2 separate regions of the Mus musculus genome follow, and region 2 is linked to region 1. Evidence: chromatin contacts called from public HiChIP or PLAC-seq data. All regions are on one chromosome and are shown on one strand. Each heading gives the region's core, a stretch centred on a gene start, on an enhancer-like site or on the middle of the called end of the contact. The rest is flanking DNA. Distances are from core to core; before and after follow the strand shown.

Region 1 (3,530 bases), core at 790-3,289:
TCAGTGCCCCTGCATTTGATTAGGTCTGTTTAAGGTATGGTGTGGAATTTTCCATCTGTGGCATCATGTTCATCCTTCAAACGTTTTGGAGTTTGGAATTCGGAGTTCTGGTTCAGGAATGCTATTCTTATTATAATTGATAGCTGCTTTATTCTCTAAATGATAGAGTGCACCATATTCATGTTAACCATTTTTCTCTCTCAAACCAGAGCCAACCAGTCACTTAAGGAGTTTTACCTACTAGTTTACTGGAGGATGGTACTTGGAGAGTGCACATTCGTGGTCTAGGGTCTCTTTGTGGATAACACTTTAACGAGTTCTTTACAACTAAATAGTACCATATTTTCTTTCTCTTTGTGGGTTTGGCTAGGTTTTAGATCTCCTTCCTTCCCTCAGCATCTTAGTTGTTGATACCCTTCTGTCTGTCTTCCACTTCTCTCCACATCCCTTTGACAGAATCTCACTGTATAGTCTCTCCCTTGGCTTGTCCTTAATACTCCTCTAGACTCAGCCTCCTGAGTGCTGGGATAAAGGACAGAATCATGGTTGTGCTCCATGCAGGCACCCTTACCTGGGATACTGACTATTCCATTTGAATGTGGATAGGTAGTGTATTTAGCCCGTTCTCTGCTCACTTGGGCTTTCTCAAAGGATTTTTTAAACACACACACACACACACACACACACACACACACGAGTGTGTCTTTAGCCTTCTAGAATTGTCTTTTAGATTTCCTGTGATCAGTGAGGTTGACGTACTTGGTTCAATCATTGACCTTTTTACGCCTGCCTGCAGATGTGAAGGATCATGTTTAGGTTACAGGAGACAGAAAGTAAAAATCTGTCTTTTCACTTTGCTTTCCTACAGCGCCGTAAGCCCTGCTTACTTGAATGAATGTTTCCCATTGCAGATGGATCCTGACCAGGAATTACAAGGCTCTTGCCAAAGGGACCAGAGGCAGCACATCTGGCTTCCTTAATATCGTGATGGAGCTGAAAAAGTGCTGCAACCACTGTTATCTGATCAAAGCTCCCGAGGACAGCGAGAGGGAGAGCGGCCAGGAGGTCCTTCAGGTGAGCACCTCCTCTTGCTCGCACTCGCCCTCTGGAGTGAGTCAGGGCTGTTTTAGAGTTTTATTTGAAGTATAAGTATTCCTTCTCTTCCTTGATTATCCTTCAAGGAGTATCAAAGGAAGCTTTCAAAAACACAAGGAAAGCCAGACGTCAGTAGTGGCGTGGAATTGAGAGAGCCCTTGGATATGACAGGGGTGTTTGGATATGTGCTGGAGGCAGAAGCGACTTAAGTTTGAGAACAGCTTGTTCAAGGCTCACATGAGCTACATAGTGAGACCTTGTCTCCAAAGGAGCAAGCATGATGAGGAAACTCAGTAACAATGCTGGAAGTACATAGTAGCGTGGGTGCCGCGTTTAAAGAGCACTGTGTTTGAACATAACGAGTGAGATGTCTTCTGAATCTTCAGTCTCTAATTAGGAGCAGTGGGAAGCTGATCCTGTTAGACAAACTGTTGACAAGACTCCGAGAAAGGGGAAACAGAGTCCTTATCTTCTCTCAGATGGTGAGGATGTTGGATATCCTGGCCGAGTACCTGACTATCAAACACTATCCTTTCCAGGTAAGATGGCTCAGTGACTCTCTTCCCCCCAGAGTCTAACATTAAAGCTGCAGGCAGACCTGCTTTTCTTCTTGCCTTTAGATTACTCTGATGATAATGACCATGTGAAGGTCATACGTTTTAAAAAAACACTTTGTTGTTGTTGTTTGTGTTTTGTTTTTTTGAGACAGGATTTCACTGTGCAGCCATGGCTGTCCTGGAATTTACTATGTAGGCCAGGTGGCCTTGAACTCACATACTTGCCTTTGCCTTCCAAGTTCTGGGATTAAAGGCATGTGCCACTCTGCCTGGCAACACTTTATTATTAGAGAGAATAAGTGGATGAGGCCACATGGACAGGCGTGTGTACCATGGTTCCCGAATGGAGATGAGACGATAACTATGAGGACTTGATTTCTCTCTTTCCACTGTGAGATCTGAGCTTTAGCTCAGGTCCAGAGGCTTTTTACCTGCTAACCCTACGATCAGTAGCACTAAGGACAATGTAGAAGGAAAGATTAGCAACAAGAAAACTTGGCATGAGAAAAGTACCTGTGCTACCTGTCTTTATCTATTGTCAAAGTAGGTCGGAGGAAGTGTGAGTCTGAAATAGAGTCTCAGATTCTAAGAAGAAAAGAGGCAGCTTTGTTGTTTTATCTTAACCCTGTAGGGTGTGGCTTTGGTTTGAGGCTGGGAGCCAAGCAGGAGGAGTTCTTGAAACAAGTGGTAGTGACTTCTCAGCAGAGGTGACTTGATGCTTCTGTACAGTGGACTTTTATAGGCGGGATTTCTTCCTTCAGATGCTGTTGTGAGCCTGCCTTTGCAAATGCCTTTGGTTCCAGTCTCTGTGCAGATTTATTATAAGGTCAATAGCTCCCACGTGTGTACCTGTTATGGTTTAAGGGGCTGTGCCTCTCATGGCCTTGCAGGGATATAGGTCTTTGCAGACTCTGCCTGAGTCATCTTGACCTTTTGTAAAATCAAGGTTTCATCTTAAGGATGATTTTTAAGGGATGAAATGTGAAAGTAGTTCTACATGCTGAGACATGCCTTTTAATTACACAGTTCAGTATTTGCTTTGTGTATATATTTGGTAATTGCCCTGTACCTCAAAGTAATAAACTAACTAATAAAATAAATAACTAATAAAAAATTATATGCTTGAGTCAGTGCCTGAGACTTGAGTTGATGATACAGTTTTACTATTTGAATAGTTTATAGTGATTTTAGATGTAAATTTTAGAAAAATCTCCATATATGGTCAATTAATTTTGAACGTTTTCAGTAGTTTCCAAATGTGCTGTAGTTTGGTTTCTATAGCATTTAATGTTAAAAAGCTATGATGCCTAAGATGTATTGTTTTTCAGTAGGAGCCACTTACTAAGTGACTAGAGTTACTGTCTCCTCAGCACACGGGCTGGGTTTTCATCTCTTTCCTTGTGGGTTTTGGTAGACATTGTGATCCTTGGGTCAGCCTTTGAATTAGGAACTTGTGACCTTGCGTCTGTAACTGGAGAGCTGAGGTCGCAGCAGCCATGCTGTTTACACATACCTTCAGAGCCCTTTGCCAGCCATTCCCAGTTATTTTTACTCAGTGAAGTCTGGGAGGTGAAGGTTGCAAGCTTGGTGTTCTATTCTGAGTGTGGCCGATCTTCCTCACTCAAGACTTTTCTTGTGGTTTCCTTTTACAGCGCCTGGATGGTTCTATCAAGGGGGAAATCCGAAAGCAGGCACTGGATCACTTCAATGCAGATGGGTCTGAGGTACATTGTGCATGGCTTTAATATTTGCATAACTTGGACTTTGTATATGGGGGTGTCTTTCCAGTTTAACCAATTGTGTTAAACAATTTTGTAGCAGCCCTGTCCTGTCTTGACAAGAGACCAGGATACTCTCCTATTCTAAAAGATGCCTGGT
Region 2 (3,417 bases), core at 20-2,519, 150 kb before region 1:
ATCTAAGTGTTCCTGGTCAAGGTATGGTCCTGCCTACCAGCCCACTATTATCTGGATTTCAGTGTCGTTGTATAAAGTGCTCGAACAAATTATTACAACTGTTTGAAATCTCTTTCTAGGACACAGGTTTCCCCTCTGCCTGAAGCCCTTTCTTCTCTCAGCATGAGATTCCTGGAGACTTTTCCATTTCTTTGGAGTTCATTGTTACAGTAGTCTGCTAATCTGATTGAGGGACAATGGTGTCTATTAAGAGTATCTTCTTTTCTGCCAGGTAGGTTACAGTAAGGATTATAGTCAACCCCACTAAAGATTCCACTCTTCCTTTTCCTCCTCCTCTCCCTCCTCCTCCTCTTCCTTTTCCTCCTCCTCTTCCTCCTCTTCCTCTTCCTCCTCCTCCTCTTTTGATACATGCCTCACTCAGTTCCCCCAAATGGGCCTTGAACACAGTCTGTGACCAGTGCAGGCCCTGAACTTGTGGTCTTCCTGACTCAGCCTCCATCCACGCTGAACTGAAATCTCCTCTGGAGCTCAGACTGGCCCCAAACTGGTAGCATTCCCCTTTACTGTGTAATGTTGGACTTACAGGCATGAGCCACCATAACCTGGATCAAATACACTTTAATATTGAATCTACAGAAGATATGCAACTTTGTAGGGGCATGAAGGCCAGACAATCAAGCCACAAAGTCAAACAATTAGGAAGTATATGCCAAGAGATATTGCTCTTGAGCTGTGCATAGATACTGCACACCAAGTTGTCCTGGGATCTTCTCGATACAAGAGCACATACTCCCCGCACATACTCTCCTCTCCTGCTACCAATTGTATGACTGAATGTGTAAACTTACTGAAAAGGGACACGCCATTTACAAAGCCTATTCACAAAGATGCATTTCTTGCCACCATCGAGAGTTTTGTTCTGGACCTCTGCAATTCAATAAATTCCAGTGGATTTTTGCTGCTGTTTCTTTGTTTGTTTGTTTTGTTTTCAGGTTGTTTTTTTTTTTTTTGGGGGGGTTGGGTTTCACTAATACATGGCTCAAATAAGGAGAGACAGTATAAAATGGCCATAGAGCCTGAATAAAGCCTCCTTTGTTTGTGACTTCCAAAGGCAGCTCATTCATGTTTCAAGCAGGTAGTGGCATAAATACCTGATAGGTCACCCCAGACAAGGCAAGTCTATTTATTATACCCAGTGATTGCCAGCTCGTCCAGAAGGCTGCAGCATATAACACTGTATTACCGCTAGATGGCAGTGATAGCGCTCAATACAGTAATTGGCTATGAAGCCTTCTTAGGCACTAGTATTCTTTCCATCAACGCGTGTATTCAGTGCCTACCAGGTACCCCGCACCAGAGGGAGCAGTTGGGATAAACAGGTTAATGGAAGAAGAGGCAACCCCTGCCCCCACAAACCCTATAGTCTAAGCAGAGAAATTAACAATGTGTGCACACATGAAATACCACCCTTCCATGATTAGGCAAGTGCTGGTGACTCAATGTGCAGAAGAACTGATGGCATGCTGGAGGAAAAAAAAAAAAGGTGAGCACAAGGTGAAGGAGCCCAGGAGGAAAGTAGGAGGTGAGAGACAGAAAGGGAGAGCCAAGGAGTAGACTTCCCTGATAGACAGTGGAGGGTGGTGGTCCCTGGAGCAGGGCCGGGCTTTGGGGGAGTCTTGGTCCTGAAGGAGACTCTGAAAATATGGAAATCACTGAGGGCGGAGGCCGTGACAACTGGATATTTGCTGTTTGGTAAGGTTGTACTGAACAAGAGCTAGTTTGCACTTAACTGGAAGGTTTGAATGCCTGAGGGTGCCGATGGGTTACAGAGACTTGGGTAGCAGAGGAAAGAGGGTTGCTGTGAGTCCCAAGCTGCCCTGGAGTACAGAGTAAGGCTCAGTCTCAAAAACAAAACAAGCAAGGGCCAAGGACAAGTAACAGTGATCCCCGAAGCCAGCTGAGGGAAAGGCAGATGGCTGGTCAGTCACCCAGTCTCCTGTGGCAAAGTGGGAGCTGAGACAGGAGGATCAGGACACCTAAAAACACCTCTGGGCCACTAGTCTGTTGTACAAGGCTACGCATGTACGTAAGTACGACCAAGAGAGACAGCCGTTTAAGGTAAGGTGGAAGGCAGGAACCGACTCCCAAAACCTGTCCTCTGACTTCCACATGTGTGAGTGTGCACGCATGCTCGGGCACACACACAGTACACATATATATGCAAAAATAAATACATTTTCGTTTGTTTGTTTTTCAAGACAGGGTTTCTCCGTGTAGCTCTGGTTGTCCTGGAACTCACTCTGTAGACCAGGCTGGCCTCGAACTCAGAAATCCACCCACCTCTGCCTCCTGAGTGCTGGGATTAAAGGCGTGTGCCACCACCACCCAGCAAATAAATACATTTTTAAGAGCAAAGCAAGGGACTGCTTGCGGCTCTGGCAGAGAACCCGGATTCAGCTCCCAGCACCCACATGGTGGCTCACCATCTTCTCTAACTCCAGGATCAGGACATCCAACTCTGATTCCTGGCCTCTGTCAACACTCCAACACACATTAGCACCCACAGACACACACAAATTAACCAAAAAAAAAAAAAAGAAAAGAAAAGAAAAAGAAAAAAAAGGTCTTTTAAAAATTAGTTAAAGAGCCGGGCATGGTGGCGCACGCCTTTAATCCCAGCACTCGGGAGGCAGAGGCAGGTGGATTTAAAAACAAACAAAAAATAGTTAAAGGGAAAAAACAAACAAACAGGAGTTACTGGAGACCAGAGAGAAAGGAGGAGTCACAGATCGGGGAAAGGTCAGTAGAGATAAAGGAACGGATAGACCTAAAATAGTAAAGAGAAATACGTTCATAGTATTCATTGTTGGGCTGGCCCAGACATATGACCAGTGTGGGACCCAGCCCTGTTGGGAAATGGAAACTGAACTTTCTACCTATGTCAGGAGTAGGCTGACTCCTTGTCTCAGCAAACAGCTTGACCACAGCCTCTTGCTTTCCCAAAGCCAGAGCCCACCCACCACCTTGTAAAATTTTGCTTACTGCAGTTCCATTGGCCTCCTGATAGTGCCCTTTTCCTTAACACTCTCTGGCAGCACTGGCCAAAAATTTAAACGACCCTATAAAACCCAAACTAGTCTTCTCAGGGCTGCTGCGTTCCCTTCTCCGGGAGGCAGTCCAGCAATTCGTAAGACGTATCATGCCGCATCAGCTCCACTGTCTGATGGCCTGGCTCTCTCACTGAGGCACATTGTGACTAGTATTAAAGGTGGTAGTCATTCACAGCGACACAGCTGTTAATCCCAGAGACGGGAGGAGAAAGACTACAACCCAAATCATCATAGCCAAATTAATTAAAGTAAGCTTTTCTATTCCTGTACATGGGCTGCTTCCCCCTAAGGTAGGATTTGAGAGGTC

What was found. HiChIP or PLAC-seq counts read pairs in DNA pulled down with a chosen protein or histone mark.
Region 2: an H3K27ac HiChIP or PLAC-seq map of regulatory T cells shows a contact between it and region 1, with 6 times the contacts expected there. The contact joins two enhancer-like sites. A contact is called at or near these places in 2 of 15 datasets of contacts at CTCF or cohesin (the NIH/3T3 cell line and large pre-B cells), 9 of 484 Hi-C or Micro-C datasets (CD4 T cells, the CH12 cell line, bone marrow-derived macrophages and 5 more), 32 of 115 datasets of contacts at active chromatin or transcription factors (the 230-238 cell line, CD8 T cells, the NIH/3T3 cell line and 22 more) and 4 of 9 other capture datasets (adipose tissue, embryonic stem cells, liver and 1 more).

What each region holds. Positions count from the first base shown.
Region 1 is chr7:73,478,505-73,482,034 of GRCm38.p6, reverse strand. Chd2 (chromodomain helicase DNA binding protein 2) reads left to right here. Exons shown (of 39, transcript NM_001081345.2): 18 at 912-1,074; 19 at 1,482-1,634; 20 at 3,305-3,376. Among named protein-coding and RNA genes, the nearest start is that of Chd2, 61 kb to the left of the region's middle. Within about 2 kb of position 2,039, at least 31 of the 459 cell types and tissues checked have an H3K27ac peak or open chromatin away from gene starts, as enhancers often do. A contact at or near this core is called in CD8 T cells, group 2 innate lymphoid cells, heart atrium and 1 more, where this site is marked.
Region 2 is chr7:73,626,168-73,629,584 of GRCm38.p6, reverse strand. No RefSeq gene overlaps it. Among named protein-coding and RNA genes, the nearest start is that of Gm26176, 18 kb to the left of the region's middle. Within about 2 kb of position 1,269, at least 52 of the 459 cell types and tissues checked have an H3K27ac peak or open chromatin away from gene starts, as enhancers often do. A contact at or near this core is called in CD8 T cells, group 2 innate lymphoid cells, heart atrium and 1 more, where this site is marked.